3 separate regions of the Zea mays genome follow, and all the other regions are linked to region 1. A link is a contact called in public Hi-C data. All regions are on one chromosome and are shown on one strand. Each heading gives the region's core, a stretch centred on a gene start, on an enhancer-like site or on the middle of the called end of the contact. The rest is flanking DNA. Distances are from core to core; before and after follow the strand shown. Region 1 holds the start of LOC103634924 (CBL-interacting protein kinase 14). Region 2 holds the start of LOC100192922. Region 3 holds the start of LOC100274933.

The links. Hi-C and Micro-C count contacts between places; a contact is called where the count stands out from the background.
Region 2: a Hi-C map of bundle sheath shows a contact between it and region 1, with 2.4 times the contacts expected there. The contact joins the promoter of LOC100192922 here to the promoter of LOC103634924 in region 1. A contact is called at or near these places in 4 of 25 Hi-C or Micro-C datasets (bundle sheath, ear, endosperm and 1 more).
Region 3: a contact with region 1 is called in a Hi-C map of bundle sheath, with 3 times the contacts expected there. The contact joins the promoter of LOC100274933 here to the promoter of LOC103634924 in region 1. A contact is called at or near these places in 4 of 25 Hi-C or Micro-C datasets (bundle sheath, ear and leaf).

What each region holds. Positions count from the first base shown.
Region 1 is chr8:21,893,241-21,896,861 of Zm-B73-REFERENCE-NAM-5.0, reverse strand. It overlaps LOC103634924 (CBL-interacting protein kinase 14), which reads left to right and starts at 2,018. Exons shown (of 1, transcript XM_020542804.1): 1 at 2,018-3,621. The coding sequence starts at 2,235. The coding sequence ends at 3,587.
Region 2 is chr8:21,742,440-21,746,060 of Zm-B73-REFERENCE-NAM-5.0, reverse strand. LOC100192922 reads right to left here and starts at 1,684. Exons shown (of 7, transcript NM_001138106.1): 1 at 1,210-1,684; 2 at 977-1,098; 3 at 690-885; 4 at 278-395; 5 at 137-184. The coding sequence starts at 1,602.
Region 3 is chr8:22,038,705-22,042,325 of Zm-B73-REFERENCE-NAM-5.0, reverse strand. It overlaps LOC100274933, which reads left to right and starts at 1,998. Exons shown (of 5, transcript XM_035961613.1): 1 at 1,998-2,278; 2 at 3,249-3,430. The coding sequence starts at 3,421.

The DNA.
Region 1 (3,621 bases), core at 769-3,268:
TAATACTTCACCGTGTTAAGCTAGAGCTCTGGATGAATTACTTACTATGTTCCAGCAACTCGTATTTGCTTGTTGTTCGCTTCAACTATAAATCCTGGTTGGACCAAAAACTGATATCTTGGTGAAGATAAAGCAATCCTCTTGCAATCCCATTAATTGTTTTGAACCATAATGGCCAATCAAGAGAAGATTTTCTTGTAACATCTTCAAAGATTTTTGTGAACACACTGTCAGGTGCCAGCCACTATGATACACTTGTACAAATTGGTTCAGTATGCAAACATTAGTCATAACATACCGAAAAAGGAAAGCATCTAAGCTTTTGTTAGTACTTCAATATAAGTAACTTCTCATCTTCTTGATTGCAGAAACCAAGAAGTTTGACTAAGTTTCTGTGATCAAAATGCCTTCGTTTCTAAACTCCTGGATCCCTTGAACAAATGTGACGGTTGCTAAGCTTTTGTCAACGATTTCATTTGCCTGTCATTAAAAATTATATATTGACTCTTTAGAAATAATTTGTGCAATATTGCTAATGTTTTTCACACGGATTTTACATATTATAGTGATGTTTGCCATTCTATATCTATGTTTCATACAAATTTTTTACTTCCGTCGCAACGCACGGGCACATACCTAGTATATATATATATATATATATATATATATATATATATATATATATATATATATATATATATATATATATATATATATATATATATATATATATATATATATATAACTGACAATGAGTCACCCAGATCTAATAACAAACCATACCTGACAACGTGGGTTCAGAACTTTTGATTGAATCTGCTCACCAGAACTTGCTACCATTACAAGTTGCAAGTTGGCATCGCTTCAGATAGCCACGCGCGCGCACACAGGCCTCAGGTTGTTGCATTGCATGATTTTGATCTTTGCATGTGTGTGTGTCTATATGCAAGACATGCATCACAGATGAATCAAACGGCCATGGATTGGATGGCTAGACAGATAGATCATCGGGATGGCCATGGATGGCTAGATAGCCACGCACGCCACGGGGGCGAATATTCCAGCGGACCTGCATGCAGCGCCCGGGTCATTCTCGTCAAGGCATATAAAAGGCCCATGAGCCGCACCTGACCTGACCCTCTCTCGCTGTCGCCGCATCCCACCCGCACCCACCTCTCTAAGCTCGCCGAAACACCAGCGGCGATCGTCTCGACACCCCCTGACCCTGAAAAAGTGCAGCGCCCGGAACGAAGCCTTGGCTCTCGTCGTCGTTGTCGCAAGGAACATAAAAAGTGCAGCGCCCGGTGACCCTGAAAAAGTGCAGCGCCCGGCGACCGGAACGAAGCCTTGGCTCTCGTCGTCGTCGTCGTCGCAAGGTACGTAACAACAACCAACCAATCCATGCATCCTCTGTCTTCCTTATCTAGTTTACTTGCACGCCGGCCGCTACGATGCGTTCCCATCCCACTTCTTTTTACGGATCCCACGCTGTAGGGTAAGGACGCCGTACGGCGACGATCGTATACCTAGCGCCTCCCTACAGACCTGGTTTATAGATTCAGGATTAGAATAAAGGCGGCGGCAGGCAAAGCTCACACAAACTGCTGTGACATGGCTTGGATTCTTATTAGAGATGAGATCAGATTTTTTTGCTGGGGTTCCAAATAGCCGGGTGATGGCTTTACACAAACTGCATTCATTTCAGATTTATCCCCTACCTTTCACCTTCTTACTGTCGATGAATCTTGCTGTCGTTTTTTCGACTCTTCTAGCTTGTTCTCTTATTCTGTTACCTGATGGGATCACTGTATACATAGCATGCACAATCATGATTTTTAGATTTTTTTTTACGAAGCCCTTGCTTGGCTGGCCGATTCTGTTGGCATCCGGCCGGTCCTGTAGCTAACAAAATATTTCTAGCCTTTTCATGTGGTCCTCCAGCAGCAGAGTCGAGTCTAATAATGCTTCTTTTCTTTCTGTGTATTGCAGATCACAAGTCTGTAACAAGAAACACCAACAAAAGCATCAGGGAATGCTGAAAGATGTGCTTGCATAGAAGATACTTGAGCGGTCTGGTGGCTCTTGCGCAAGGTCTGCAGGCCTGCTCGTCCCTTGACTTGAGCGGCGGTCACCTTGCCTGCATCCACTCCACCCTCTTCAGAGTCCGACCCATAAGGCGCAGCCCACCTGATTGACAACAGAAAGCTAGTCTTATACGTGATCACACAATTTTCATGGAGATAAAAGATATGAACACCAGAGGGAAGACTTTGACGGAGCGGTACGAGATGGGGAAGCTGTTGGGGAAAGGCGCGTTCGGGAAGGTGCACTATGCAAGGGACCTCGAGTGCGACCAGGGTGTTGCTATCAAGATCATGGACAAGGACAGGGTGCTCACGGCTGGGCTCTCGGAGCAGGTAAAGCGTGAGATCACGACGATGCGGCTGGTGGAACACAAAAACATTGTTCGTCTCCATGAGGTCATGGCGACGCGGAACAAGATCTACATCATCATGGAGTATGCCAAAGGGGGTGAGCTCATGGACAAGGTTAAGAGGAGCGGCAGGCTCACGGAGGCTGACGCACACAGATACTTCGAGCAGCTCATGGACGCACTGGATCACTGTCACAGCCGAGGCGTGTACCACCGGGACTTGAAGCCTGAGAACCTGCTGTTGGATGAGAATGGAGACCTCAAGGTGTCTGACTTTGGACTGAGCGCGTTTTCAAAGTCGAGGAGGACAGATGGTCTGCTCCATACTGTATGTGGGACACCGGTGTATATAGCTCCGGAGGTGATCAAGAAGACAGGCTACGATGGTGCAAAATCAGACATCTGGTCTTGTGGTGTTGTCCTCTTTGTTCTCGCTGCTGGCTACCTCCCTTTCCAGGGCCCAAACTTGATGGAGATTTATCGAAAGATACATGATAGAGATTTCAGGTGCCCCAGTAGGTTTTCACACAAACTCAAGAGGCTGCTATACAAGATCCTGAACCCGAACCCCAGCATGAGACCTTCAATTCAGGAGATAAAAGAGTCTACCTGGTTCCGAAAAGGTCCTAGGGAGATCAGTGTAGTGAACGAGAAAGTTCTTAGCGATAATGGCACCACCACAAATGCTGCCCTAGTGCTTGCTTCTAGGCGCAAGGAGATTGCTCACGAAGATATGAAGTCCTTGGTTGCCACAAACCTCAATGCCTTTGAAATCATCGCGTTATCAGCAGGGTTGGACCTGTCTGGTCTATTTATCAAGGAGTGCAGGAAGGAGACAAGGTTCACTTCAGATAAGCCTGCGTTGGCCATCATCTCAAAGCTTGAAGACGTTGCAAAAGCACTGAATCTCAGGATAAGGAAGAAGGACAACAACACTGTCAGCATTCAAAGGAGGAAGGAGGGGGGCAATGGTGTCCTTCAGTTTGACACGCAGATCTTTGAGATCACACCATCCTGCCATCTTGTTCAGATGAAACAAACCAGTGGCGATCTCTTTGAGTACGAGAAACTGTTGGAAGAGAGCATCCGACCAAGGTTAAAGGACATTGTCTCGGCCTGGCATGGAGATGATCTGCAGCAGAAGCAAAAGTAGCTTTGGATGTCTCCCGTGGATTCTGTTCTAGTAC
Region 2 (3,621 bases), core at 435-2,934, 150 kb after region 1:
TGAACATATATAGAATACATTTCTTGAAAACAGAGAATTCTCACAACGTATCCATGTGGTGCGAGTGAGCGTCTTTTTTAAATTTAAAATAGTCCACATTAGCACAGCATCCTCGAATTCCTTGCATTGTGGTTACCTGCAGAGCTAAGGTATGCCTCAACGAATCTTCTCTGCTCCCCAGTGTCTGAAACAGTGCAGATAGCAGTGAAATCAAGCAGCAAACGTAACTTCAATAGCAAGATATCTATCAACGCAAATTGTGATAAGTGAAGCTAACCAGGATATTTCGTAAAATCCAACACATGTGGTGTTGATGTATGGTAATCAGCAGCCATCTCACAGAAGTGATTAGCAATGTCGAATGCGACTGGGTTAAAACTCGCATATTCATAGTCCTGCAGAGAATAAAAGATCAACAAGGCGGCATTAAGTTACAGGAATAACATGGTCTAAGATTTGGTAGAACAAGAACTCCTCGCAGGTCTGTCAAGTTGTTCCTTATTGCTAGCATTGCTCAGCAAACCTAGATTTTTTTTCTGTTTTACTTATATGTGTCCCCATTCCTAAAATTTCATGATAACATACAGGAAAATTGTAATCCTGTAAATTTTACCCAGAATTATGCAGATAGGCGCCGGAATAGGTTTTAAGTGAAAAATGAGAATAGATTCTCATTTTATAAAACTTACTATCAAGGTGACTTGTCTGGTCTCTTCATATATCATAATATTTCCATACTGCAGATCGTTATGGCAGAATCCTACTGACTGTTGGAGCCCCGAGAGCGTCTTCTCCAGCACTGAAATCTCATCACCTAGTTTATTCAGCTGAAATTGGTTAGACTCTTCCTCAGAACACCTGTCACGAGCCTCCCCAAGCCACCGCCTGATTCATACAACACCAAGCAATCAGATTGGGATCAGAATTCAAGCACATTTCCCACAAAAATAAAAAAAGAAAAGAAACAATGGCATACTTGAGCCTCTGCCACAATGACACGTCCCTAGGTCCAGGCATGTCGAGATCGTGAAACTCGCGCAGCTTCCTGGCAATCAGCGCGGACATCTCCGGGTCGCGCAGATCCGCGGCGGAGAGGGTCTGGCAAGGCCAGGACGCGAGCAACGCGCGAGTGAGCCATGACAAGAAACAACCGCGGAACGGATCCGAGCAGACACATCACGCATTTAGGGTGGTAGAGGCGTAGTGTACCCTGGCGTTGATGAACTCCTCGACGCGGCCGTTGGCGAAGCGGCCCAGGAGGCGGGGCCCCTGGCCGTGGCGCGACATGCACTCGAAGGTGCGGACCTCGTCGGCGCGGTCGAAGAAGACCTCGACGCCCCGGCCGTAGATGCGCACGAGCACCTTGCGCGGGCCGTTGCCCTCGGCCTCGCCGCCGGGCCAGGTGATCCGGAAGACCTCGTTGGTCATGGCGCCCCTGAGCTGGGACACGGCCAGCGCGCCGGGGTCCACGTCGCCGCCCCAGAGGTCCCCGGCGAGGCGGTGCAGGATGCGGCGCGCGTCCGCCGGTATCCGGTCGATGCTGGCGCTCCGCTTCAGCGCGGGCGCGGCCTCCCCGCGCGGCGGCGGGTCCGCGGCGGCCATCGGCGCGCGGAGGGGCGCGTGTAGGCGGCGGCGATCTGCGGAGGCGGAGATGCGGCGTGGGTCCCGTGTCGGTTTGAGTTTGATTTGATTTGATCGGAGAGGGAAATGGGTTTGGGAGGCTGGGAATGCCGCCTGCCGCGGAATCGGATCCGAATCGGGATCGGTGGAAAAAAAACAAATCCACTCAAAGCTTCCAGGGGCGACAGCTTCTGGCGCCACGTCAGGCGCCAGCGGTGATTGCAAAGGGCACACGTGGGGACTCATCACGTGTACGTGTACCATGACTTGTGGACTCAGACTGCCTGCAGCGCACGGCGCAGCCTCTCCTTGCACCGGTGTTTAGCGTGCCTCTTCGCGTCTTCTTACAGTGTAGGTGTTTAGCGTGACTCTTCAGCCTCCCCTATCGGCTAGAGTAATAAGGCTAATCACAATAGATGTTTTATGAAGTGTTTCATGTATTAATTAGTCTGCTATAATCAGCTATTTTAATAACATGTCACATCATTTAAGAAGGAAGAGTTTCATAGAGTTTTATGGGGATGAAACCATGTTAACTCGTTTCCAAGGTCTTGAAAACTGTGTGAAACCTTCACTGAGAGTGTTTTGTTTCATCTTCATATAATTGAGTAAATCCTATTGGTTATTTATATGCAGCATTTAAGAAGTATGTTGACATATGAAATAGTAAGATGAAACTTTCTATTGAGAAAAGATGTTTCATTTATCCATAAAACTGATGTGTTATTTTTAAAAATAGAGACATGAAATCTTCACTGTGATTAGCCTAACGCAACAAAGGATTCCACCAAATCTGGCGGCTTGGAGCCAGCCCACTTACCCTCGAAGTTCGTGCACCGTGTTATTTTTTTATAGTGGAAAAATAGTTGTATATAATAAATAGGTATGGAAGATAATATTTTATGGTTGTAGTGGGTATATGAGAAGAATATAGGAGGAATCATTACTGGAGATAAAAAAATAGAAGAAGAAATATTATTAATGTGAAAAAAATAATATAGAGAAAGAATTTAGAGAAAACATTTGTGGATAATCTCGTCACGCCACATGCACCTGAGCCATCGAACTGAGCCTTAAAATGGCTTAAAACGACAAAGAAACACAAATTCGCATTGGTTTCTTACTTGCAAATTTGCGTCGGTTCAGATTATGATGAGGTCCGCTAAAACCACACCCCCAGCCATTGCTGGAAGACGAGGACACGATACACGAACCGGGGGCAGTAATCATATCTAAAACCTTATCCACTCGTACGTACGCCACCCCGTTACGAACACTCGAGGAGGAGGAGCAGAGAGAGAGAGGAGGCTACGAGTTGGAGTTCAGTGACGTTACATCCGCAGCAGCTGGAGGAAGTGGCGGCGACTCCGGCAGCGACGGCCGGTTGCGGCAGCCGAGGGCGAGGGCGAGGAGGATGCGCTGGGCAGCGCGCCTGACCAGTGACCGGAGCCATAGCAGACCGGACCCGTCTGCCCCGCCGTGAGCTCCCGGCCGGCTGCCGGCGAGAGGCGAGGATCGATATGATACAGCTGCGGCTGAGATTCGCCGAGGATGCCACGGCCCACTGCCGCTCATGAAGCGTTGTGGTTCAGTAGTGGTTGGTGGCAGTGGCAGGCAAGATCCAGCCTCCGTTCTACCACTGCCTGAAACTGTTAGGCATGGACTGGAATCTTTCTTTTAACAATGGATCATCAGAAGCTAAGCGACTAATAAGCCTCACATGACCGTGAGCAACTGAGTCACTACACACACTGACACACACTAGTAATAATAAAGAACAAATATGTAATCAATATTCAGTAACCAGTCCCCAAACGCCTCATCTACGACAGCAAGAAGATGAGGGTCCGACGCCGGAACTAAACATTCTGCCAACAAAGTTCTGAACCGAGTCCGAGCTGTCCGCCGCGCGGCCGGCGCCAGGGCATCTCCAGGTTGGTTCTGCAGCGTTCAGGAGCACTAGCTAGATGTCTAGATTTCATTAAAACTTAGCCCTCATGC
Region 3 (3,621 bases), core at 749-3,248, 150 kb before region 1:
CCATTTCGCACCCACTAGCTCTCGTCGTTGTCATTGCCTGCCCCGGTGGCGAAGTCTGTGGATACAACGGACGGCGGAGGTACGCTTGTAGTTCCAGATGACGGACCGTCATATTTAACACATTGATATGTGTGTGCCTCCTACTCGATCACCTCTTCTGCTCCAAATCTTCAACCGCATACTACAGCCTATTGCAAAAGCTCTTTATGTGCACCAACGTCTCTAGCCACGACCGCATGTGCTCCATGTCGAACCCATAGACTTCCAACAAAGAGATGTCCTTCATCTTCTTATAAACATTGTACCGTCATCCTCGACACACAACCTCCTCACGCTCTCTACCAGGTTGGAGAAAGAGAGCACAAGACCCAAGGCCACCCCTTCATGGAGTTCTAGAACGTGCTGCTGACACTTGTGCAAGTTTGGTCGCTATGGTGACGCTCTATGGAAAACTTCCATTGCCTCGATATTTGCCCACATTGGAAAGATCTTCACGAAAGGAGGAGCTAATCTCGACAGGAGCAAGGAGGAGCGGGGTGTTGGGCTTGGAACAAACTTGGACATCAGTGTATCTTCTGGTGTAGCTAGTGCATTACCACCACTGATACAAGACAATTATGTTACCTATGCACTCTCCATGGATTTGTTATTACTACGTTTAGCAACATATCTTACCATGACTAAAATACGATGATCCTATCTTGATAGTCCATGTTCCTCAACATGTCTTGCAAAAGAATCCTTGAATGCAAAATGTGACCCAAAATTGATGTTTCGATTAATGCCTTTGCAACCTCCATCAGCTGCTGGTTGCTTTTCCTCGTGGCCCACAGAAGGATCCTTGAATTGTATGGAGGTCTATGATGGTACTACAAAGCACGTGATCTGCACGAGAGGAAGAGGCCTCGATGTCCTAAATGATTCAAACAAGGAAGCTTGCAATTGTCCAATCTGCAGCACAAAGGGTTGACAAGAGGGTTGGTCAATTGAATGAAGTTTGGGATTATAGTTTGATTTGGCTAACACTAATGATCATGAAGGGAGTGTCAAGTGGGGCTTGAACGACGGCATTGTACTACATCCCAATGTTTCACCGTTTGTCTAGGATAATTATGCTTTATAGGGGAGTCAGACTAAAATGACAATATTGTCGTACCTTGTTGCTCCGCTGACACTTTTGGAGAGCAAATGCTTGCCTCCTTATGTTTAGTAGGATTATTTTCATCAAACACTCGAGATGGTTCTGCATCTTTGTTTACCTATTCCTTAAGATGTTCGTAGTTGACGTTGTCATTGTCAACATTATCGTTACATGATGATGTCATTGCAAAAGATAGCAGAAGCTGACCTTTTTGGAGGTGTTGATTGAGGCCCCCTTATTATCAGGCTTCTAAAATAGGAAAGACAACACAATTGTAAAACATCAGTTTCCATCGGACATGGAATGAAGAATGGGAGAAGGGGACATGCAGTGTCTCAGAGAGAGGAAAGTGGAATGAGAGCGAGGAGCTGGAGCAGCTCAGAGCGCGCGCCATGTAGAGGAAGAGGACATGGTGAGGGATCTAGAGCATGAGCGCAGCGAGCGACACCACTATCACGACCGTGATGTCAGATATGAATTCGTGAACTCTCCTGCATGCAAGTGAAAGTAAGTATTTATACAAAAAATAACAGGAGGGATGTAGTTCTTTGCTTAAATATATTGCTAGATTCATTCATTACATATGATTAGTCTAGTTGAACTCTGAGGATGTGACATTTATGGAAGAAGGTATAGTGGCAAGGATCTGTGGCATCCCATGGCCAAGATAGTAAGGAAGCAGTTCTTTGCTTAAATATATTGACAGATAAAATATAATAAGGATGTAGGGTTTGTTTGGTTCGTGACTAACCGTGTCACATTTTAACTAAGGTTGATCATTTGAATTGAAGAACTAAATTTAAACACAAAAGTTAAATAAAGTGTGATAAATTAGACATCCGTAGTTCTTTGCTTCCCATAATCCCATGGCCGGATTCATCCTGTGGGGCCGTGGCCCGTGGGCTGGCCAAGCAAACGGACAAAAGCCCCGCCGCCCCGCGCTTTCTCCGGTTCCTTCTCTCCCCTGAGACCACCAACGCCGGGGCCGGAAAAAAGGGAAGCCAGAGCACAGAGCCAGACCTGGCGGCGCTGGACATCCAAAAACGCCGCCAAGGATCCTTCTCTCTCTCTCTCTCTCTCTCTTCGCGTCCATCGACCTGACCGCGGAGGCGCGTGCTTCTTCTTCCCGCTCTCCACGTAAGTCTGCTATCCCCCAGCGGGTTAGTTTCTTGGATCCTTTGGTTGGGGTTCGAAGGCGTCGTCGGGATTGTCTGTTCCCGTTTTTGATTGGATTCGAGCTGCGAGTTTTAGCCTAGCAACCTACTAATCTCTGTGTGCGGTGGGTCGAGTAATCGAATCTGGACGGCGTCCTTTTGTGGGTAGTTGGCTGTTAGGTCTGTGGTCAGTTCATAACTTTTACTCCGCTCGATGAAGTGCAATGGGCTCAATGTGTTCGATGAAATCGCTTACCCAAGTTATCTTATCTAAGGAAGTACTGCGGCGGTCAGAATTACAGCTAAATGTTGTAGACGGGCAACTGTGCTTCCAAACTTGAAATCTGACGGCAGGACAGGCAAGGTAAGTGTGTCTTGCATCTTGTCAACGAAGTTTGGGTAATAAAGAAGTGGTTGAACCCATTGACCCATTCGTCACTGTGAAAACTAAAGACTTAGCGTAGGAGCCATGTGGCTCCTTTCCCCTCGTGTACTGTGTACTGACACTCGATTTCTGTTTTGTTGGTACTTGTAGAATTCGATACTCGAGTTCACTGTGTATTACTTCACTAGATCTGCCTCTAACTAGTGGACAATGTGCTTGCATGTGTTCTGACATGCTATCTTTCTAAGACAAGGAAATCACTATTCACATGTTTATATTAGGAGTTTGCTTTGTATTCTGTGATGACCGTAGGCAACAGTGCTAACTCTTGACAGCTTTGTAGGTCTGGTTGTCATTGTACCTTACAATTACATTATTTAACTTTTGTTACTGGGGTTTGGAAGTTTAGACACGGGACCTGCTGGTGTATATAGGACTAATTCCTATGGTCCTCTCAATTGCAAAGGACATGCATTCGTGTCTATGACCCTATTTTTCACAAAAGAATTTATGCATTTTCATGCATCTGTTCCTATCAATTTTCTCATGTTTGTATTTTTTTCCCCAGTGCAGTGTCATGAAGATTGAGGGAAACTTGCATGTTTGATATACCCAGCTGCTTTCTGTAACGAAAAACTCGTGATCATTTTGTTGAATTGGTCACTGTCAGGGAGGGATCTACTTGTCAGTTTTTGGTATTAAGGCTGCTGGCCTTCCCTTGCAGGGTATCTGTAGAATAAATGGGAGAAGGTAACAGTTTTCAACTTTATAATATTGTTTCTTGTGAATCAATAGAGTGTAGAGCCTTTGCAACATTAGTCTGTCATTGTAAAATTGCGATGTTATTGTACCTTCAGAATTGGATGTTGGTATACCTGTCATGTGTAAACATCAGCATGGTATAAGCTAACTGCAATCAAATATATATACTTATATTATTG